Linked DNA regions of Mus musculus: all the other regions are linked to region 3. The links are chromatin contacts, called in public promoter capture Hi-C maps. All regions are on one chromosome and are shown on one strand. The core of a region is the stretch at or near the end of the contact, and the rest is flanking DNA. Distances in the headings are between cores, read along the strand shown.

Region 1 (3,137 bases), core at 75-2,574, 8.6 Mb before region 3:
CTGTCCTGGAACTCACTCTGTAGACCAGGCTGGCCTCGAACTCAGAAATCCGCCTGCCTCTGCCTCCCAACTGCTGGGATTAAAGGCGTGTGCCACCACTGCCCGGCTGTCTTCAAGTTTTTAAAAAAGCTATTAACATTTGTCCTTGGGGTGGCAGGACTCTGGTGTGTGCTTTTGGAGGCCAGAGGACAGCTTGTAAGGACTGGCTCTCTTCTTTCACCCATGGGTCACAGGAACTAAACAAAGGTGGTCAGATTTGGTGGCAAACACTCTTACCCACTGAGACTTCTCAACATCCCTGTCCTCAATTCTTAGCATATTGCTTAGCTTACAGTAAGTGTCCCCCCCCCCTCAAAATATTTAGTAAGTCAAATAATATAAATATTGAAGCTGGTATCCTTTCAGCTTTGGAAATAGACCTTGTGTTCTACTCATTGAATATTTGGTGCCCTTGGACAAGCCACTTCTACTCTGAAAGCTTTGTCTCCACTTGTGTAAAATAGTAATGATTATAACACTTCATTTGGTGCCTTCCTCAAGGACCGGAACAGATCTGTATTCAGGGTGCTGAAAGGTTCAGTGTCAAAGTGACAATTCTTAGAAAGTTAGTGTTTTACTTAAGCTTAAAATTAGTCTTCACACTTGAATGACAAATTGGTCTATAATTAATGCCTCCAGGGCAAAATTTGAGTGTCGCCTAGCTTGATGCTTAGAGGTAGCAAAACTTTTCTCAGCCAGGATAGGGAACTGATATTAGTTGCCAAGCACCTACTGTGTGCTCATATATTTCTCCTATGCCAGCATGCTGGATCCCAAATTGACACTGGGGTTGTGTGGATTCTGCGGGCTCCATTAACCCCGACCTCCCCCACCCCCTCACAGGCTGTACCTCTGACACAGAATAGGGTTGTCTCAGTGTGCCCAGCGTGGGAACACACACACTTAAACCTGCAGACGATCCCACTTTCTCTAAAGCAGGCTCTAAGGCTGCGGGCAGAGAAAACAGCTTTGTGACTCTTTGGTCAGTCTCCATTCTCTCCACCCTTTTTCCCTCTTTTGGTCTGGGCCTTTCCTTGCAAGGGCCGCCGGCGACCACCCCGGAGTCTGGGCCAGACGCCCAGCAGGTGAGGGCGTGGTGGGGGCGTGACTAAGGCTCCTCACCGGCCCCGCCCCAACCTGCAACGCCCCTCCTCTCCCCCACGACCCCCCGCCCCCAGCCCTCAGCGCCCCGCCCCTCCCCGCGCCGGCCGCAGTCTCCGCCCCCTCCGGGCCGGCGCGCGGCTCCCGCCTCCTTCCCTCGGCGCCCGCTCCCGCCTCCCTCCCTTTCCGCTGCCGAGGCGGCGGGAGCCGAGCCCCAGCGGACCGAGCCGCGGCCGCAGCGGGCGGCGGGCGCAGAGGCGGCGGCGGTGGGGTGGTCTGGCGACGGCGATGCGGCGGCCGCTCTGAGCCTGCCCGCTCCAGGCGCCGGGGGAACCGGCCGCGCGGGGCGGCAGCATGCGGGGCGGCGAGGAGCTGGACGGCTTCGAGGGCGAGGCCTCGAGCACCTCCATGATCTCGGGCGCCAGCAGCCCGTACCAACCCACCACCGAGCCGGTGAGCCAGCGCCGCGGGCTGGCCGGCCTGCGCTGCGACCCGGACTACCTGCGCGGCGCGCTCGGCCGCCTCAAGGTCGCCCAAGTGGTAGGTGCCGGGCGGGGCTCCAGGTACGAGCGGGCGGGTCGGCGGCCTAGCCCGCGCCTTCTTTACCCGCACCCGGCCGCGGGGGAAGGCCCGGCCGACCAGAGTCGGGTTCGGGCTGCGCGGTCCCCGCTCCGCGCACTCCGTACTCCGAGGTCCTTGGGCTGCAGTCCCTGCTCCTCTGGGGACCGCGCCCTCGGCCGGAGTCTGCCTTTTGCAGCTCCGAAGCCTCAGGGGTGCCTGGTGCCTGCACACCTGCTCCGGGGCCTACCTGTGCCCTCCCTGCTTCATCGACAAGAGGTTGGTGCGCAGAGCCGGTTGCGAGGGCCGTGCCATCGCCTGGCTACTACTGTGCTTAGCAACTTGTAGCAGGTTTTCCGGCTCGCGTAACCCCCAGACGGTTCTCTGCTAACAGAGGCCGGGGGCTGTGGCATGGTTTCCTCCCTGGCGCCTAGCAGGGTGCCCAGCAGATGGTGGATGCTCAATAAATATTTGTTGAATGGAGGCGTGTAGCCCAGATGCAGTGGGGGAGTCCAGATCTACCCACAAAGCCTCCAGTCTTTACTGCGGACGTTGGCTTCCTTCATAGCATCCTGTAGTCTCAGCACTGGTGGTGGCTTCTTGGGACTGCCCAAATTGGTACCCAGAGTTAAGTCACTCTGGGAGGGCGGCCAGTTTGGGAGGTGACAGATACGGGGAACTTTCTGTTGGACTTAGGCATTCGAGAGCACATTTCTTGGTGGGTCCCCCCCCCCCCGCGACCCCCCAGAGTGTTTGGTTCAGGGGCTTGTGGGTTCTGTTTCGGTTTTGTGGTTTTGTAGCAGGTCCCTTTGGGCAGTGTAGTTTATCTTTGTGGTGGACTGGGCACAGTCCAGTTTAAAAAAAAAACCTTTGTATTCCTCCTATTCTCTGTCACAGGTAGCCTTTCACCGAGGCCTCAAAACTTTATAGACTTGTCACCCTGACAGAGAAGCCCTTTGCACAGAACTGCAACATATTTGCATTTTCCTTCTGGGAGCGGCAGGCCTGTTCGGCTTATTAACTGAGTGCATACGTTAATCTTTCTTGGGAGAAATACCATATGTGGACACCCTTTAAATAAAGGTCCCTGTGTTTGTAGGTTGTAGACTCATGGAGAGTTTCCTCTCTTCTCTGCGGAAGGCTTGGTCTTCTGATGCCTAGTTTTAAAGGGCATTAGTGAGAAATAAGTGGAGCAAGTTCCCTATCTTTACATTTTAAAACACTCTTAATCCAGGAATCTGGAATGTTCTCAGGGATACCAAGCTTCTGTTAGCCATTGCTATTAGCAGAGAGAATGTCGGTGTGGGAGCGATACGTAATCCTTTTTTTAAAAGAGCTAGCTAGCTAATGTTTGAGTGCGGTGTAGATAATCAGAAGTAAGAAAAGGGCAGGGCTGAACTTGGAGCCAGAAGGTGGACTCCAGGGCCTGGTCAGGGACC
Region 2 (2,922 bases), core at 389-2,888, 9.5 Mb before region 3:
CCTCCGCCATCGCGCCCGCCCGCCGCCTCCCCTCAGCCAGGCCAGGCGAGGCCGGCGGCGGCGCCACTTCCGCTTCCGTTCCTAGTCGCCGGGCCACCGGAGCTATCAAGGCTGCTTCCGCTTCCGTCTCGCGCCTTCCCAGGGTATCTGGTGCAACTCCCGTCTGCTGATCCGGACGCAAAACTCCGGGGGACCGTCGGCAAATGTATCATTAGCAAAGGAAACCAAAACAACTCCTTAGGGCAGCTAGGAAACCTGAAAAAATTGTATGGTAGGAAATGGAAGAAGTTAGTGAGCAGTACCGGCAGTTGAGAAGCGAGAACCACCCGACTCTTCCTTGCTAAGCTGCTTCTAGACTACTAACTGCCTGAACATTCCATCCAGGGAAGGGAAGCCATAAGCCACAAGCTTAGCCTATTTGCTTAAAACTTATTCTAAAGGCTTCCCTGATGTTCAGAGATAATTCCTGCTGTTCCTGTTACTTCCTGCCAAAACAGCAAGCACTAACAATAAATAGCTTGCATACTTCTATCTCTTATTTCGTTCCAGCATCATTTTTCGCTGGCCTCCATGCTACATACAGTTCACAGTGGCCAGGAGTCTTATTTCCAACCACTACTTAGTCCATGCAAAGGTGTTTGCCTGCGTGTGAATATAAGCAAAGCCTTTAAGGCATTTTCTGACACATGGGAAGAACTGTGTGTTTGCAAGTCTCATTTATTTTTGCAGTTTTTAAAGGTTTATATTATTATTATCATCATCATCATTATTATTATTGTGTGTGTATGTGTTTATGTTTGTCCACATGTGTGCAGGTGCTCAAGGAGGTTTAGAAGAGGGTGTCAGATCTCTGGGAGCTAGAGTTAACAGGCAGTTATTATTAGCTGCCGTGTAGGTGCTGGGAACTGAAGCCCTGTCCTCTGCAAGAGGAGCAAGTGCTCTGAGCCTCTGAGCCATCTTACCAGCTTGCAAGTCTTATTTATTTTTAACAGTGTTATCACTTATGGTTATGTCTTTATGACGGTCAGTCCCTCTAGGACACAAATTGCCTTCCCCAAATTGATTGATGATTCACACTTGTGAGAAAGCAGACTTCGGAAGCTCTAGTTATAATGGAGCCTGAAGTTGGGGTAGTCTTCCTGAGGTCTTAGCTGTCAACCCTTCTGACAGTAGGAAGTGAGGGTCTATTATGATGGGTGGATTTGGGTGGTGCTCCATTATATCTAGTGTCCTCCCTAGCTCCCCATCACTTACAGGAACAATGTAGCTTTTTGGATCCCTAACTGCCATCTCTCACTATTCTTTTGCCTCACCACATGTGATCTTTCCCCTACCAAGGCATATACCATCTGTGGTTCTCAGACTCGACTGCGGTTTGCTGAGGCTCTACCACATAGGGGGTCATCCTTCAAACCAGCTTGAGGCCAAATCAGCTTTAAATATGCATATGTGTTTCCGGAGTATTTAGAAGTCTAAGGTGGGCTGATCAAGACTTGGTGCTCACCGGGGGAGTCCACAGCTGCCCCCACCCAACAGGAAATGGCGCCCAGCGCTCCCCACCTCAATGCAGATGCTTTTCCTGTTGGGAATAAAGTGCCAGAGACTCAACTTCCTTCCTTTCTGCTTTGAAGGAGGGGCCTTGGGGGAGAAGTAGGGGTTTCTGGGCCGTGAAGTGGGAGAGAGGCTTCCTTGGGGAGAGGAATTTGGCTGCTGGTGCCAAAGGAGCTGGAGTCCCTCCGGTCCCGTGAGCAGTGAGGGTGTGCCCAGCTCTGCAGGAGCGAGAAGGCTACTCTCAAGGCCAAGGCCACTTGCAGAGGAGGGAGAACTGGACACCGGTCAGATCTGGTAAGTTCTGTACCAAACTATCCTGGGCGTTACAGAGCAGGAAAGGGGACTTACAGTTTTGCCTATTTGCATAGTCCAAGCCAGAGGACTGAGGCCTCCCAGGTATCCCCTTCTTACTTCCTGAAGGGGGTAGGCAAGGACCCTGCTCCTCTTTCTCAGCGGAGCCCAAGGAACATCCGCTCTGCCTGATCTCCTCCAGGCACTCGCTCCCACTCCTACCACATCGGCAGCAGCTCTAGGCAAACTATGGACAGCAAGATACAGCCCACACTTCGTCCTGGTATGAGCCTCGTTGGCTGGGCTTGGGGAAGGATGATGTCAAGACAAATGGGAATTAGTGGGGTTGGGTTTTCCCGTCAGGTCTAGCTAGAGCTCTATAGGATTGCCAAGAGTGGGGCTGTCCCGAGGAAACAGAAGAGCAGCAGGTGCGTTAGCCACAGGCCCTCCCTGACTGACACAACCAACCCCAGGATCTTCCTGCCCAAGGCCTGAGTGGCCAGAGCAGGAGAGGGCCGAACAGCTGGCTCGGGGTGCAGCACTCAAGTGGGCTTCAGGCATCTTCTACCGGCCAGAGCAGCTGACCAGGCTGGGCCAGTACCGAAGCCGTGAAATACAGCGTAACTATTCCCTGGAAGCAAGAATTAAGGTGGGTGAGGAGCAGGAGTGTTAGACTGGGCTGGAGGGCTGGCCAGGCCTTAGGAGCGGCTACCTCTCTCCACAGTCAGTGGTGCAGTCCTACCTGGAAGGTGTGCAGACTGGTGTGTGGCAGCTGACCCGAGCCCTCGAGGCTGTGCAGGGAACTCGTGAAGCTTTGAGCCAGGCCCATCACTTACTAAAGGGTTTGTCTCGGACCTCACAAACCCTGGAACCCCTGAGGGAATGTGTTGTCCAGCACAAACAACTTCAGATCCTGACTCGGTTGTTGCCAAGGCTACAAGCAGGTGAGTGGGGGCGGGGAAAGCGGAGGTGGAGAGCCCTGGACTTTAGCTTCTAAGAATCCACAAATCCCATTCTGATCAGCAGCTGGGGCACTAGGAAAGGGATTACATGGAGAGAGACACCAGGGACATCCCAGAG
Region 3 (3,353 bases), core at 667-3,166:
CCACCCAGCCTAGATACACAGTCAAAGGACTTTGACCTTTAGGGCATTGTGAAAATCCTGGCTCAGTTTTTATGGCTGTCAGATTTTAGTAGTGATGTATAACCTCCGAGGAGAGATGGGCAGTGAGCTTAAGAATCTCCTCTAGGAGGCCCCGTTTATATCAGCTTTATTTCAGCTTACCTTCAGTTTGGGGGCAATTGAAGCTTGAACTAAACTGGTTGTAGAATTACAGAATTGATCTTGGGTAGTTGACTTGTATGTCCCCCTCCCCCTTCTCCAGAACAGTCTCAGTTCATCTTTGTCTCTCTTCTTCTTTAACAACAAAAGAAAACAAAACCCACAAAACGAAACAACCCCCATATTGCTAAATTGCACAAATAAAACATTGATAAAAAAAGTTCAAGATGGGGGCTGGAGAGGAGCTGTTTTTGCAGAGGTGCAGGGGTGGGTTTCCAGCACTCATAGAGCAGCTTACAACTTTACTGCTGAGACTCTCATCTCAGTCCCGGGGCATCCAATGCCTTCCTGGGTACCAGGTCCACACTCTCTAGGTGAACATATATATAGGCAAGCACTCAGACACTTTTTTTTTTTCATCTAGGGGTTGGAAAGATGGCACAGAGATTACAAGAGCTGGCTGCTTTTCCAGAGGACCCACCCAGTGGCTCACAACCGTTCACTTCCAGAGGGACGGGCATCCTCTTCTGACCTCTGAGGACATTGTACATGCATGGTGCATAGATTTACATGCAAGCAAACGCCTGTACACGTAAAATAAGTAATAAAAGTCTTTAACACATCTCTTTAAAGTTCAAATAGTACTGGTATGAGAGGTTACGTCTATTATCATCTCAGTATTTTGGAAGATTGCAAGGAGCTCAAGGTCAATTTATGCTTCTTAGTATGTTTCAGGCCAGCCTGGACTACAGTTGGGTTAACTGAAAGAGACCTTGTTTCAAAACTCAAACAAAAAGTCTAAAAGATAGGAGGACACAGTGGATAACGTAGCCTTTTATCCAAGAAGCAAAAGGCATTGGCATCCTTGAGAATAGCCAAGAGCAGGAGGAGAACTTCTGTTTCTATATCTCTGCAAAGCGTCCCTGCTTCAAAAGACAAATGGAAAACAAACTTTAAAAGAGCCAGGATTAGGTGGGCATCTGGGAGACTACATTCTCCAGCATGCATTGCTGCTCTAGGGCGCAGACAGTGATGGAAGAGACCACGTTACTTTTGCGACAGGAATAGGCGGGGCGTGCGACTACATAACCCAGGATGCAAAGGACCTCAACTTTGCCCCGCGTCTGACGCCTTCTGATGACTGGTGCTCCTTGCTAAAGAGATCCGAGGGGTGGACAATGCTTCCGCTGGGAACCCGCACAGCCTCTCGGACCGTGACATTTCGAAAGACGAAGGAAAGTAGACGAGCATCACCCTGTCTCTAAGTTAGAGTAGTTTGTGCGCAGGGTGGCAATGCATTAACGAGCTCCCTTCCGTATTTTTTTGTTTCCCGGAGGCAATGACCAGCCAGTCCCCATAGGTCGAACACCTCGAAGGCTTATGTCTTCGAGTCCCAAATCGAAGTTCCCAACGTCTAACCATTGGCTTACACCCGGGTGCGCAGGCGCCCAGACTCGGACCCAGTCCCAGGGCTGATGAGCGGCAATTGGCCTGAGCCCCGCAAACTAGGAGTCTGGATTGGTGGTTGCTAGCAGGAGCCTGGTTTCTTCCTCGACTTCTGCGAGTGATTAGTGTGTGATTGGTTTAAATCCGCGGGTACCCATCGGCGATTGGACCGCCGTTGCGGTCAGCGCGCGGCCATTGGCTGGGCGCTAGGGCCATCCCTCCGCCAAAGCGGGCAGCGAATGGTGAAATGGGAACTGGGAGGGGAAAGGCCGCGACGTGAGCGCGCGACCTCGGGCGCCATTTTGTCGAGAAAACAAGCGGAGTTAACCGAAGAGGGGGGTCGAGGAGAGCCGGAGTCGAGGACCCAGGAGTTTCCTGTGTCCAGCGCTGCGGGAGCCGACTGAGGTGAGGCGGGCTGGGGCTGCGGTTGGAGGTGGCGGAGGCTGGGAGTGTCAAGCTCGGGACGCGGGTCCGGGTGGGAGCGGTACCGGGGGTGGGGTGGACTGGGGACCCTGGAAGCCTTTTCCCGGGGCGTCGGGACTCGGGCAGGCGAGCCGGAGACGTGGAGCCAAGGCGGGAGGGGACGGACTCGGCCCGCTCGCGGCGGCTTTGCTCTCTTGGAGAAGGGAGACCGGGGGCTCACGTTCCTGGATTCGGAGCGCCCGGGCGCGGGTGAGCAGCTCCGGAGCGGCTCGGCCTGGAGGCCTTGCCTGGAGGCTTCGAGGATGGCGGCGGCGGAGGTGGCAGTTCGGATCCCAGGGCCTCGGCTCGCCGCGCGCGCAGGGCTGCAGCCTCCTCGGAGCGCACGAGCTCCTCAACTGTCCCTTTCCTCCCGGGCTCCCGGATGGGGGGCTATGGGCGCGGGCGCCCGCGGCCTACCTAGGTTCCTCGCTGGGCGGGCGGGCCAGGGGGCGGGTTTGGAGTTGCTGCCGATTCGTAGCGCTTTCCGGGGACTCCCTCCCCTCCTGCGCCCCCCAGCACGTTGTCAAGCCCCTCGCTTTTGGCTGCTTGGCGGTGGGAGGGGCGGGCGGGCGGGAGTGAGCACTTCCGTGTTACCCTTCTCGCTACAGGTTTTTTGTTCCACTCGCGCGCCCCGGCGCTCGCACTTTCTAACAAGTCGATAGCCCCCCAACTTAAGTCACCTAGGTCCCTGTGCGGTTGGTAGTGTTGGTTCTGCCTGTCCCAACGCCCCCAACCCTCCAACCGGCAACTACCGGCAGATGCCCACCAGTGAGCAGAATGCTTGTGGGTCTTGATTTGGTGCAGATCTTGGAGAGATCTTAGGTTAAGCCTAAGGCTAATAAGCAAACACATTTGGCCATGCCACCAGGTCCGGGAGGGAGCTCACCCACCTGTGCTCACAGACATTACTTGCAGGAGGAGTGCTTTGTAGGTTTTGAAAAGAAGTGCTTTTCAAAGTGTTGTATGGAAAATTAAGCTTCATGAGAGGTAAACGTTCCCCAGAAGTCACCTCGACAAATATTACAGTCCCACCTTCCGTGGACATTTAATCCAGGCAGGCCTTGTATCAGTGAGCTCTAGCCCCAGATGTCGAGTTTCTTTGGGGCCTATATACTTCTTTTTCCTCTCTATTCAAAACCGAGTAACAGTACTTGAGTTTTCCGGTTTTGTTGCAGTTCGGTCCCTTGTGATTACAATGGAGAGGGGGGGGAACCCAACAACAATCAGCCAATAATTGAGTGGGTGTACTGCTTATTAGAGAAAATACC
Region 4 (3,110 bases), core at 363-2,862, 8.4 Mb before region 3:
CTTGCTCTCAGAACGTGCAAGCCTGTCTCTAGAGTACTTTTCGCCTCCCACTGCTGTTAGTTGTCCCACAGTTTATAAAGTGCTCCGGTGTAGCCAGGACAAACCATCTTGGAGCATTTCATGATGATAGACACAGGAAGAATATGTCACTTCCATTATGTGAATTAAGTCTCATGATTTCTTTTGGAGAACTGAATAACCACCCGTCCTAGTTTGCTTCTCTGTGATAAAACAAACACTGACCAAAAGCAATTTGGGGGAAGAAAGGGTTATTTGGCTTACAGGAGGGAAGACAAAGTAGGAACTCAAGGCTGGAACCGGAGGCAGAAGAAGCAGAAGCAGAAGAACTAAGAGTGTTTATCAGCTTCAGTAGTTCTCTGGTTTGCTCATTCATAAAGACCCGCAGCTCACCTGCCCAGGGACAGCATTGCCCATAGCAAGGAGGCAAAAAACAAAAACAAAACAAAACAACAACAACAACAAAACCCCTCCTTCATCAATTAGCAACAGGAATATGCTCCACAGACATGCGCACAGGCCAATCTGCCGCAGCCAGTTTCTCAATTGAGGCTCCCTTTCCCGAGGTGTTTCTAGTTTGTGTTGCCTTGGTAAGAATTAACTAGCCCACAACCCCAGTCCATTTAGATCTCTTTGGATCCTGCCCATCTAAGATCTGTTCATTTGGCTGAATCTGATCAACAGTTACCAACAATCTCACCCCAAGACGCTCACACACACACACACACACACACACACACACACACACACAACTGTCGACTTTGAATTTGAAGATTTTATTTGCCTTTACTAGGTGCCTAGCAAATAAACAGGAAGCCCTGTTAGGGTGATGGCTTTTTTGTTACAGATCTAAAAGAGTAAAACAAAACCCAGAAAATGTCTTTCTTCATTTTGCCCAAGACGACTGCCAGCATCTTGCCACCTGGAAGAAGTGGAAATCTTCTTTACACGCATTGTAACTGCCCATATACAGTCAAGGCGGCAACATCTGGGCTTATTGGTCTTGAATGGGTGAATTATAGTACCCAAGCTTATTTTTGCTTACAAGTTGGCCTTACATGCTTTTTTTCTTATCCCTTTTTTGTTCATTCAGGGGAGATATTCGTTATGCTTTCCCGAGGAACATTAAAATCCAAACGTTGAAAATGTCAAAGACTGTAACATTTGGGAACAATGGCTTTCACGGCCCTCTCACCTGTGTCCCTCACACTGTTTTTTGTGATGGTGGGGATTAAACCTAGGAGGGCCCTTTGAAGCCCAAGGACAAGCTTGGAAAATGTTCCCAAGTTTGACAAGGTCTACTTGCAGAGTATTTTCGAAGGAAAATACAGGACATCCTGAGTAGGCGGTGCGAGGTGTGGATGGAGCCGGCAACCAAGGAAGTAATCGGATATACTAAGCAGTCCCCGGCATTATTATGCCATCCATTCTCTAAATCTACTTGGGTCAGGGCCATTCTGCGGTCTGTAAGTGGGGAAATCCTCACTTTGAATCTCTTCGGTGTAGCCTAGAGGGAGAAATACTAGCGGATCCCTTAAGGGGCGGGGCCGGACAAGGGGTGGGGCGGGGCTCCAGGACGCACCGGAAGGAAGTAGGACTTGCACATCAGCCAGGGACTATGCTGCTGCGGTCGCTGCGTAGTTGGGCTGCCCGGTCCCTGCGTAGCGTGGGCCCGGGGAGCTCCGGGAGCCCCGGGAGCCTCGATTCGGGCGCCGGGCCGCTGTGGGCACCTCGCCGCGCCTGGCCTCCGGGTAACTAGTGCTTTTGTGCCACCTCGTAGGGGCCACACTGAACCCCGCCCCCTCACCTGCTAGTCCCCAGGAAGGGTCTGGGGACTGTGGGACCCTAATGAACTGTCAGGATCGGCACTTAGTGGGGCTCAAACGCGGCTTCTCGGCCCATTTTTTTAATTTTTATTTTTTATTGTCAGATTCTTTAGGCTTGGGAGGTGGCTAGTTGGGGCACGAGCTGTATTTAATCAGCTCTTAGTGGATGCAGGTGTCTGCGGACCTAGGGGGCGGGTTCAGGCTTGCGACTTTCTCCTCTTGCTGGCAGTGCGGATCTTTCTCTTCGGAAATGGAAGCCAGGTGACATAGCTTTCATTGGCCTCGGGCTGCTGCTGCCAGGTGGGTTGGCAGTGTTGCCAGTCTTGGCCTAGACAGCCTGGGTCCCAACCCTTGGAATCTCTCAGAGTGTAGGTTATCCCTGGGTGCGCTGTGAAGATCCTAAGCACACAATCCAGGTGAAACGGAAAGTAGAATGTACCGAGCAAAGGAAACTAAGCAAGCACACATGGGCCTGGGCCCAGTACAGCGACACATACGGACCCAACTGTAGAGAGTCCCAAGAATGGCAAACATTTTTTGTAAGCCAGGGAACACGCATACGCAATGACTGTGTGGTCATTTATCAGGTCAGCACAGAGCAGAGTGAATAATTGAAACATCGATTTCCTTTCCTTTTTTAGATAAAGATAGAGAAAATGATAAGGAGAAAAAAGCAGTGGTAAGTTTCTCTTTGCATGCTTTCTCCAGCGTAATTTCGGTTTGGTTTTGTTTTTTTTTTTTTTTTTTTTTTTGAGGCGGAGAACAAAAACAATGGTGCGCACAGTGAAAAACCAAACCCAAGACGATATCCAGGGTCACAAATCTCTCTTCCTTCTTGTGGCCCGGTTCCTCTCCTTAGATTCCATCACCGTTAGCCATTTCTTGTGTGTACGGGCGGGAGTGGGGCCTCGAGCTGCATTCAGGTAGTAAGCACTCATGTTCAGGTGTTTGTGAACTGCCAAAGATGCTGACCGAGCCATCTAAACGGCTTAAATTGCATCTATTTGCTTCACTGCCGATTGCCCCGCCCAGATGTGGGGGGAAGTGTTCTTCTCACTTCCTTCTGCTGTCTAGTGGAGACCAGAGAATCCACGAGGGACCTCAGGGTGGCCTCAGTCAGGAGGTGCTTGACAGGCAGGCTCTGGGGGTTGGGGCTGTGAGGTCAAAGGAAGTGCAAGTTAGACAGGTTTAAATGTTGCAGCAGTATTTTGGTTACCACCAGCCCAAGGGTTCAGTTTCTTCCTTTGAGATCATCTCACCCCAGGC
Region 5 (3,336 bases), core at 591-3,090, 9.4 Mb before region 3:
AGAGAGAAATATTTTAAGTTCAAACTCAACTTCAGTTTCACTGGGAATCTGAAACCAGTCTGGGCTAATTGTCTAAAAAACAAACAAGAGAACAAACCCTAACTTCAAAACAGGGATGAAGAAGTAGCAAGTCACCACCAAGGCTCAGGTCTGCCCCCAAGTTCAACTCTCAACCTAGGATTTTTGGCTGATATGAAGACAGTGTTTAAAAAAAAAAAAAAAAAAAAAAAAAAAACAACTATTCAAATTCTTGGTTCTTGCAAATTTGCCAAAAGCCCTGGGTAGTTAGTTATGTTAGTTATAGTTCAGTGTTCTGGAAATTTCCTGACCCCAGCTGATCTCCTGTTTGCACTAAATCAAACAAAGAGATACACAGTCTCAGTAAACCATCTGTAGCTGTGGGTCTTAACCAGTCCTGGGATGTCCAGACTAGGTAGGAGTTGTCCAGGGGAGAAAAAAATGTTAATCAGAAGTCAAACATCATTTGCTTTTCAACCACGCTCTTGATGCCTCATATGAGGTTGAATGGAACATGTTCATAGCAGATTAAATTTTGAGAAGTCTACAGGAACAGGCAGTCTAAGTTCTGAGAACCAAGAGCCCTTGATGAAACTGGCTTTTATAATGGGCAAGAAAGAGGCAGGCAGCCACCAAGCCCCAGCAATCTACCCAGCTAGGTAATTCCAATATGCTGTCTCTATAGACAGAGTCGTCTACATTCAAGGATAAGCCATAAACAAATGGAGCAGCTGACTCAGTCCAAGAGCTCCCAGTAGAGAGACAGAGGTTGAGGCCCACACAAACAAGCAGCAGGAACACCTTTTCCCAGCCCCTTCGCTTAGTGCTGCCACTAAGTAAACACACTGGAGTCACTAAATGCAAATACTCTTGTTCACATACGAAGGCCAACTCTCCCCAAGTGACCTAACTGATTTGTCTACCAAGCCAATGTGTAATTTCCACTTCACTCAATTTCAACTTTTAACTCTGGTATCTGGTATTGCGACACCACACGTTAAGAGTACATTTCAAAAGAGAAGAAAACAAGTCGAGAGTTCCTTTTAGAAAAGCAAGCTCATTCCCCCACCACCCCCATCTGATTGTGAGGCATGAGCTTAGGTTTCCCCCACTCCCCTAAAACCAGAGAGAGACAGATCAGAGACCAGAGTGTTGATTAGGTGTGCTACCTAGTTCTTAACTATTAGAGTCAGCAAAATGGGCATAATACTATCGATATTCAGACTTCAGGGAGTTGTATTAGAGATAAATTCAAAAGAGCAGGACCTTCCCACTCCACTAAGTATTTGGTGTGTACTGGCTATTACTATCATAGAGGTCCAAAGAAGGACCCTGCTGAGACATCGCTGATCCTATGACAGACGGGAGGAGCGGGATTCTAAAGCCCGGAGCCGAAAGACTAAAGGGTGAGAAAAGGCGAAGAACCGCGGGCGCAGGGGCATCTGGGGCAGGAACCAGAAGCGGAAGGGACTAGGGAGAATTAAGGGCCAGCCAACAGGATCCCAAAAGACCCCACACTCACCCAGAGTGAATTCCCATTGCTCGTTCCCCAGAGAGCGTTCAGGCACCACCTCCAGGTCCAGCATTGGGTCGGTTCGCTGGGCCGGGCGGCCTCCCTGCGGCAGCGCAGACAGGACCCGGCCTGAGGAGAGCACGCAGCTGCTGACTGGTCGCTCTCGCCAGCCCGCGGACGTCCGGCTCTCCACTCGGTTCCGGGCGGCGACGGCAGCACGAACACAACAACACACTTCACCTCCCTTCAACCTCCCGGGCAGCAGCCCCGGCAGGAGAGGCTGTAGCAACAGCAGCGCCCAGAGCAACTGCAGCAAAAGTGGCGTGCCGGGCCGTAAAGCGTGGCAAAGGCGGGGCTAAATCATGAAGGCGGGGCTTGAGGCGGAGTCGCGCACGCGCAAACTCTGGATCAGAGGCCAGACCCGCGCGGGTAGAGCTGGAGGGAAGAGCAGCTGCTTTAGAACTTAGGGGCCACATTCCAGAGGTCCTGAAACTGCACAGCGCACCATATATGCCTACGCAAGAAAAGGCACAAGGCGGGAAACATGTCACACAAAAATAAAGTCTTCCGTCTGCACACTTGTCCCACTAATCTGCACTAGGAACAAAACGGACAGGAAGGACCCAGTCCCAGAGACTCACGGCCCCGCGGACCATTATCAAGCTTGTCACGTACTGACGCTGGCTGCCACTGCCTAAATTGTTCAGAAACCTACTCTCCTTGGACCCAGTGGTCTCTGAGCAGGGTCCACCTCAGAGTCGAGGATGTATGAGTCCGTTGGCAAGGGTTAGAGCGAGAGGATTTGAGTTAGAAGGCTGAAGAGTTCCGGGCCAGGTCTCATTTCCAGAAATGCTCAACCTAGGGAATACTTTCTAAGCACAGAGGCTGCCTCCTGCAGCTCCGCCTGGAGTCACCATTGCTGCTTGCCAATGCTTTATGGTAGTGACTAAAGCTCTTAAGTGTTCTGTGCCTCCGTTTCCAGTGAGTAGAAGAGGGGCTCCTCTAGTTATTCAGCCAGAATTTTCGGCTTGCTTGCTCTAGGGCACCCTAAAATTAAAAGGCAGCTGAGGCCTCTTTTGATGACAAGACCTCACACCCTCAGTCTCATTTTATAGACGAATAAATGAGGCACAAGGAGGGTAAAGACTTTACCCAAGCTTCCTTGATCCTAGGCAGCAAAGCTCGATTCCCATTATGTTTCCTAAGGGTAGTATTTAGCAGGGAACTAAGTGACAGACTAAATACTCAAACTGGCTATAAAGAAGCCTAACAGTGGATACGTCACAAAATTTCAAGTCAGTGCTATGGGATTAAACAAAATAAAATAAAAATAGTAGAACGTCTTTGAGAAGCATTGCTGCACGCCAAAACAACTGGGTCACTGGGCTGTCTGTCCAGTGGGAAAGTGGCTGCAGAAACGCTGACGTGTGTAGCTAGCTATGTTTAGAGGCTGGGTGTGCTGATTTGTGCCTGCTTGGAATCCCAGCAGTTGGGAGTGAGGCAGTAAAGAAGTTCAAGGTTAGGCCAGCCTGGTCTACAAAGTGAGCTCAGGACAGCCAGGGCTATACAGAGAAACCCTGTCTCGAAAAACAAAAAACAAAAAACAAACAAACAAAAAAAGAAGTTCAAGGTCGGGCTGGAGAGATGGCTCAGCTGTTTAGAGAAGTCAGTGCTCTTCCAGAGGTCCTGAGTTCAATTCCCAGCAACGACATGGTGGCTCACAACCATCTGTAATGGGATCTGATGCCCTCTTCTGGGGTGTCTGAAGACAGCTGTGGTGTACCCATACACATAAAAACAAGCAT
Region 6 (2,946 bases), core at 26-2,525, 8.6 Mb before region 3:
AGAAACCCTGTCTCAAACAACAACAACAACAATAAAATTGGTAAAGCAAAGCCAAAAGTATTGTTAACTGTGGTGGTAAAAATCATTCACAGTTTAATAAAGTCTACAAAGGAGGAGATGAAAAACAACATTCTGAGGATTTGTGATAAACTTTCAATGAGCATCCTGAAAATTAAGCCATATAATAGTTGAAGAAACATGGCTGGAGAGATGGCTCAGCGGTTAAGAGCATTAACTACTCTTCCAAAGGACCTGGGTTCAATTCCCAGTACCCACAGGGCAGCTCACAACCATCTGTAATCCCAGTTACAAGGGGTTCAGACACTCTCTTCTGCCCTCCACAGGCATTGCATACACATAGTGGACAGATATGCAAGCAGACAAAGCACCTATACACATTTAATAAAAGTAAAACTAAAAGAGTAATGACTGGAAGTGGCAGGATACCACCTCTAGAACTGGGTCTTGGGGCTGTTTTGAGACAGGGTATCTTAGGGTTAGTGCTGTGATGAAATACCATGACCAAAAGCAAGTTGGGAAGGAAAGAGTTTATTTCATCTTACCCTTCCAGATCATAATCCATCATTGGAGGAAGTCAGGACAGGGTCTCAAGCAGGGCTAAAACCTGGGGGCAGGAACCGATGCAGAGGCCATGGAGGGGTGCTGCTTACTGGCTTGCTCAGCCAGCCCAGGCATGGCACCACCCACAATGGCATTTCTTCAATTGAGCTTCCTTCTTCCCTGATGACTCTAATTGACACACAAAACTAGCCGGCACACAGGGTCTCACTATGTAGCCCTGGCTACCCTCGAACTTGCTATGTAGACCAGGATGGCTTCAAATGTATAGAGTTCCTCCCGCCTCTGCCTCCTGAATGCTGGGATTAAAGGCGTGTGACACCATGTGCAACCATTTTAAAATTAATTTTTTTGAAGTAGGCTCTCACATAGCTCATGCTCAACTTAAACTTACCAAGTAGTCTAAGACTTCTGATCCCTCCCCCTCCCCCCCTCCCCGCCCCCACCAGCTGCCCATTGCTGGTATGACAGGACATGCAAATATCTATGTCCAGTCATTTTTTTGTGGATCTTCGTTCATGTTTGGCCCATTTTCTTTTAAACTTCTGAGCTGTAGTTTCCTCACCTCACTTATTAAGAATTAAACAAGATTCAATGAGATCGCTTTATAAATATGGTTGTCTAGCTTGAGTTCATTCCAAAGCTTGGACTTGCCGCATCAGAGGCTGCCCTGCAGGGGTCGCCAGCGCGCTCTCGGTCTGGTGGCGTCCGCGGCTCCACCTCCCGCGTAAGGCTGTCCGGCTGGCTGCCTGACCCAGCAACGTCCCTAGCTGCGGCGATCCCACGTCCCGCAGACGCACGAGGACACCGCGGGCCCGTCGGGACGCGCTGGATAACGGAGCTTCTGCGGCGTTGCGGGCGGGCAGCGCGGCCCGGCCGGGGTCCTTGCGGGTCCTCGGCGGGCCCGGGGGAGGGCCCTCTTTGTGGCTGCAGTTGGCAAGATGGCGCCGGTGGGGGTGGAGAAGAAGCTGCTGCTGGGTCCCAACGGGCCCGCAGTGGCGGCCGCCGGCGACCTGACAAGTGAAGAGGAGGAAGGCCAGAGTCTATGGTGAGGAGCGTATAGAGCCGCAGATGGCGCGGCCGGACCGGGAGCGGGCCGGAGCGGGCAGGACCGTGGGCAGACATTGATGGGCAGTCGTGGGCCGAGCGGTCCTAGGCGGTCCCGCGCTGACCACTCTTGTCATTGTCGCCGCAGGTCTTCGATCTTGAGCGAAGTGTCCACCCGTGCCAGGTCCAAGCTGCCGTCCGGCAAAAACATTCTGGTGTTCGGTGAGCAGCGGGGTACTGCCCTGGGGCGCAGGGGTGGGTCAGGCGGCGCCCCTCCCACTGGTTCCCAGGCTTCTCCACCCTTAGCGCCTGCTTGTCGCTTGCCTGCCTGGGAGGGCACCCTGGACTCTGGCAGGGTAGCTGCTGAGTCTCCAAGCCCACACCTCTACTGACCCCCTAGAATGCAGCTCCGTTTGGAGTCCAGTGATGTGATGTGGGCTTGGGGCATTGGGGCACATTCCTTCAGTCTTTTGGCTGAGCCTTCTTCAGCCTTGACTCGGTTCATCGGTTAGCCTTGTGCTCACCAAGTTGAGGATGTGGAGGAAGGAAAAAGAGGATGTGCAGGCTGGATGGAGAAGATGAGGGAAGTAGGTGACCTGGACTGGGAAACTGAGGAGATGGACGAAGTCTTTTCTTCAGTCTTCATGGGCAGGCAGCAGAGCTTGGGAGTCAGCCCCAGGAACTTTCTTGCATAAATCCTGCCCTCACTGCTGGGTTGCCCAGTCAGTCATTTAACCTCTCTGGCTTCAGTTATCTCCTTCAAATGAAAGGGATTATATGCGTTCACCTGCAATGCTGTTTGTAGAGTAGGAAATGAGGGCTGAGCAGTGGGACAGTACAGACAGTCTTAGACACCCTGAAAGAATCCCAGTGGAGCCGAGGCAGATGTGTGCGTGGTTGCATCGCATCTCTCATGTCAAGAGCAGACTGCTGTGGGCGCATCACACTGCTTGATGTGTTGAGAGAGCGCTTGTGGAATCAGGTATCTTGAAGGGTAATTGCCTAGGTGCAAGCACATCAAGATAGTAGGGTGAATCGTTTGGGCACTGTCAAAAGCCTTTTTTTTTTTTTTTTTTTTTTTTTTTGCAATAGAGGATAAAGATGAGGTCAGATCATGAAAGTCTGGAGGACTAATCGGCTTTCCTGGAGACTCCTGATTTTCAGATTTTTATCTTCTTCCACCCTTCCCCAAGCCTTATGGAAATGACTGCATGGTGATGTCCGTGTGTTTCTCTCATCCAATGGCCAGGGTGGTAGGTTATAGCCAGGTCTGTGCTTTAGGGAGATAACTCAGGCTTCCTGGGGCCAGCTAGGTCAGAA
Region 7 (3,042 bases), core at 247-2,746, 9.5 Mb before region 3:
CTTCTATGTCTAGTTCATATTTCTTCTGTGCCTGGCTACTTTTTTTTTTTAAATGGTTTAAAATTAAAATACATTTTACATGTATGAGTGTTTTTGCCTGCAATGTATCTATGTGCACCATGTGCCTGACGCTGTGCCTGGTACCATAGAGGTCACAAGAGGGCATTGGATCCACTCAATGAGAAGGTTTCGAGCTACCATGTGGTGCCCCTGGAGTGGAACCGAGGTCCTCTGTAAGAGCGACAAGTGCTCTGACCACTCAGTCCCTGGATACTTTGGGGGGAGGAGGGCAGTGTTTGCTGGCGATGCTGGCAGAGCCTAGCCAAGGGCTCCACCACGGCGCTACACCTGCTCTCACTCTCTCGAATGAGACTTCAGTCTTTCTGTGGGGCTCTGGTTACCACTCAACACTCTGACCTCAGTCTTCCAAATAGCTAGAAATACAGTTATATGCCACTATGGCCAGCTTCACTTATTAACCCCATCACCCCTTTTTATTTTTATTTTTAATTTTTTTTTTTGAGATAGGATTTCTTTGTTACTCAAAGCTAACTTCAAACCGCCCATCTTTCTGCCTGAGCCTCCCTGGTGCAGGGATTACAGGCTGGTGTCTGCCTGGCTTCATTTCTTTACAACGTTCTCTTTTGGAGCCTTGGCTGTCATTTGCCAGCGCTCCTAATCAGATAGGAATGAGAGGGCAGAGAAAGCACAAGGCAAGCAACTTACGTTGGCTCCCAGTATGATCCGAAGGTAAAACTTGAGAGTTTCTTTGTTCTCTTCAAATATCTGTTTCTTCCCTCTGGTACCCACTTTTCCTTTGGGCTGCGGAGGGTTGGTGAGATGCTGTCAGAGCTGTTTTGCCTCAGTCCTCCTCACTCCCTGTACCAGCCTGGTTACCTGCAGCTTTATCTACCCCGCAGCCAAGTCCTTAGCGTGCTTTGTCAACCCTAGCAATCCCTGAGATACCGACCACTCCTCTAGTCCATCTTCCTAATATAGTTAGGACACCGACTTTACTGTACCCCCAGTTATGATCGCCTAATGCTCACCCCAAAACAATTCAAATTACGTTAGTATCTTCTTTGGCTTTCCTCGTAAGGTTCAGCTTTGGGTTGAGATCCTCTCCGGGAAAACTCCAGCGGAACTTAATGGCGTCCCTCTGGGGTAGTGGTTTAGATCTGGAACTGGCAACTACCCTCGCCCGCGCCCGCCCTAGCCTCCAACACTAGTCCTGGTGTAGTCCTGCACGGCCACTCTCCCCGCATCCCGTTCGGTCTAGCACAGTCCATTGGGTGGCGCCCCTCTCTGGCCCAGTGCCTTATGCCTTCGAGCCCTTCTGTTTTTACTTTCCCAACATCGGGAAAGCTTTGCCGGTGCAGACCACGCCTTGTCCCTTACCGCCATGGTGCGCAGCAGACACCCAGCCACTGAAACAAGGGCGAGTAACTGGAACTGCAGTCAGTAGACACCACATCGGCAGCACATGCACTTCCGGTAAAGAGCGCAATCGTTCGCTCCTGGGCGGAAGTGGATTTCATTTCCTTCCGAAGCCCCGCCCCCTGAGTCGGTGGGACTACACTTCCCAGAAAACCTTGCGTGGGGGCGGAGACGGCAGAACTGCGATGGCGGACTCGCTGCCTCTGGAGGTGAGAGGAAGCGAGCGGTCCTTCAGGCCTTGGTCGGGGACAGGCCCCGCCTTCGGGGTCCCGAGCTTTGGGGAAAGGCTATCTGACAGCTCGCCCGGCACCTCCCGCCAGGCGGAAACGAGCCGCCCGGCGGATCCCACGACCTGAAAACTCTGGGTAACGGTCCTCTTTGGGGCCACTTCGACCCCTTCGGTTGGGATACCATTCCCTCTTTACCCATTGGCCCCAGAAGATGGCTGCTCTGTCACCTCAATGAGGACGGACTCACTGCCCATCCCTTTCCCTTGAGATGGCCGTTCCCTCCCCCTCAGTTCTAGAAGATGTCCGCTCCACCGTCCCTGAAGGGTAATCAATTTTATCCCCATTGGCCCCTTGGAATGGTCGTTCCATTTCCTCCACCCCTCCCCCACCGTCCTCGCAGTTGGAAATAGACTGCTCCCGCCCCCTAGTTCTGGGGACCATACCCAATGTCCTTAATGTAAGACAAGCCTGCTCCTCATTCTAGACCCCTAGTGATGGCTGCCCCTGTATTATTCAACCCCATGGGGTGTTTGTTCCTTTAGCCAGGGGCAAGGAGATACAGATGCAGGCTTTGTGTCTTGCACCTTTTTTGAAATGGCTTCTCTATCCATTTTGCCCTGAGGGTTGGCAACCCCCTCTCGTTGCCCTAGGAAGTCAGGCCTTTTCCCTTGAGTCGTGACATCCTATTCCCTTTTGGCCCCAGAAGGTATCTATTCATCCCTGTAAACCCCATGGGTTACCAGTAGTAGTAATCTTTTGGGGTGCTCTCATGGGATGACCACTCCACCCCTATCTCTACTCCTCTAGTGCTAGAAAGGCATTTCTCAGGATAATGAATTATGTATGATCCTTTCCATTAAGACATGTTGTCCTTTAGCATGGCTCCCAGGGTTGATCATTCAGAAGATAGGTCAGCCACTCTCTTAGTCCAGTCTTCCCTCTTAGCCCCCTAGGGATGGGGGCTTAGTCATCCCAGTCCCATCCATACTCTTCCTCATGTCTCTCCTCTCTGGTCCTAGTCATTTTCCTCTGAATAGTAATCTCCTTTATCCCCCACCCCTTCCCTGAGCAAACCTTTGGTGAAAGTAGAGGCAAAGGACTATCTTTAGTCCAGTAAATACTGGGTGAGTACTGCGTATGTACTTAGCATCTGAGAAGAAAGGAGAAAACACAGCGGGGCTAGTGAAGTCACTGTAGAAGGACTTTGCAGAAAGAGCCCCACATACGGGAAAAGAGATGCTGTGTTGGTAGTGAGGATGGGCTGGGGGTGTTCTGGGAGCAGCAGGCCCAACCAGGCATGGAGGTCTGGACTGTGAGATTAGTGGTGAACCCAGGTTTTTCACGAGGGGCACTGAAACTGGACTATATATGGATT

What was found. Promoter capture Hi-C pulls out the DNA fragments that hold promoters and counts their contacts.
Region 1: a promoter capture Hi-C map of cranial neural crest shows a contact between it and region 3. The contact joins the promoter of Cmtm4 here to the promoter of Cnot1 in region 3. A contact is called at or near these places in 2 of 39 promoter capture datasets (cranial neural crest and liver).
Region 2: a contact with region 3 is called in a promoter capture Hi-C map of pre-B cells. The contact joins the promoter of Exoc3l here to the promoter of Cnot1 in region 3. A contact is called at or near these places in 2 of 39 promoter capture datasets (cranial neural crest and pre-B cells).
Region 4: a promoter capture Hi-C map of pre-B cells shows a contact between it and region 3. The contact joins the promoter of Tk2 here to the promoter of Cnot1 in region 3. A contact is called at or near these places in 3 of 39 promoter capture datasets (cranial neural crest, pre-B cells and second pharyngeal arch cranial neural crest) and 1 of 484 Hi-C or Micro-C datasets (B cells).
Region 5: a contact with region 3 is called in a promoter capture Hi-C map of pre-B cells. The contact joins the promoter of D230025D16Rik here to the promoter of Cnot1 in region 3. A contact is called at or near these places in 5 of 39 promoter capture datasets (cranial neural crest, frontonasal cranial neural crest, maxillary cranial neural crest and 2 more).
Region 6: a contact with region 3 is called in a promoter capture Hi-C map of second pharyngeal arch cranial neural crest. The contact joins the promoter of Dync1li2 here to the promoter of Cnot1 in region 3. A contact is called at or near these places in 5 of 39 promoter capture datasets (cranial neural crest, frontonasal cranial neural crest, maxillary cranial neural crest and 2 more).
Region 7: a promoter capture Hi-C map of pre-B cells shows a contact between it and region 3, with 4 times the contacts expected there. The contact joins the promoter of Tmem208 here to the promoter of Cnot1 in region 3. A contact is called at or near these places in 4 of 39 promoter capture datasets (cranial neural crest, frontonasal cranial neural crest, maxillary cranial neural crest and 1 more) and 1 of 484 Hi-C or Micro-C datasets (CD8 T cells).

The regions. Positions count from the first base shown.
Region 1 is chr8:104,393,994-104,397,130 of GRCm38.p6, reverse strand. It overlaps Cmtm4 (CKLF-like MARVEL transmembrane domain containing 4), which reads left to right and starts at 1,324. Exons shown (of 4, transcript NM_153582.5): 1 at 1,324-1,680. The coding sequence starts at 1,495.
Region 2 is chr8:105,294,829-105,297,750 of GRCm38.p6, reverse strand. It overlaps Exoc3l (exocyst complex component 3-like), which reads left to right and starts at 1,638. Exons shown (of 14, transcript NM_177788.5): 1 at 1,638-1,845; 2 at 2,045-2,125; 3 at 2,316-2,491; 4 at 2,567-2,786. The coding sequence starts at 2,092. It overlaps E2f4 (E2F transcription factor 4), which reads right to left and starts at 88. Exons shown (of 10, transcript NM_148952.1): 1 at 1-88. The coding sequence starts at 10.
Region 3 is chr8:95,806,008-95,809,360 of GRCm38.p6, reverse strand. It overlaps Cnot1 (CCR4-NOT transcription complex, subunit 1), which reads left to right and starts at 1,916. Exons shown (of 49, transcript NM_001372353.1): 1 at 1,916-2,028. 4930513N10Rik (RIKEN cDNA 4930513N10 gene) reads right to left here and starts at 2,531. Exons shown (of 4, transcript NR_015574.3): 1 at 181-2,531.
Region 4 is chr8:104,247,060-104,250,169 of GRCm38.p6, reverse strand. It overlaps Tk2 (thymidine kinase 2, mitochondrial), which reads left to right and starts at 1,612. Exons shown (of 10, transcript NM_021028.3): 1 at 1,612-1,769; 2 at 2,486-2,523. The coding sequence starts at 1,637.
Region 5 is chr8:105,223,691-105,227,026 of GRCm38.p6, reverse strand. D230025D16Rik (RIKEN cDNA D230025D16 gene) reads right to left here and starts at 1,840. Exons shown (of 16, transcript NM_145604.3): 1 at 1,541-1,840. The coding sequence starts at 1,604.
Region 6 is chr8:104,441,376-104,444,321 of GRCm38.p6, reverse strand. Dync1li2 (dynein, cytoplasmic 1 light intermediate chain 2) reads left to right here and starts at 1,275. Exons shown (of 13, transcript NM_001013380.2): 1 at 1,275-1,627; 2 at 1,775-1,848. The coding sequence starts at 1,521.
Region 7 is chr8:105,324,831-105,327,872 of GRCm38.p6, reverse strand. It overlaps Tmem208 (transmembrane protein 208), which reads right to left and starts at 1,496. Exons shown (of 6, transcript NM_025486.3): 1 at 1,399-1,496; 2 at 727-822. The coding sequence starts at 1,404. Lrrc29 (leucine rich repeat containing 29) reads left to right here and starts at 1,605. Exons shown (of 7, transcript NM_001368408.1): 1 at 1,605-1,646. The coding sequence starts at 1,623.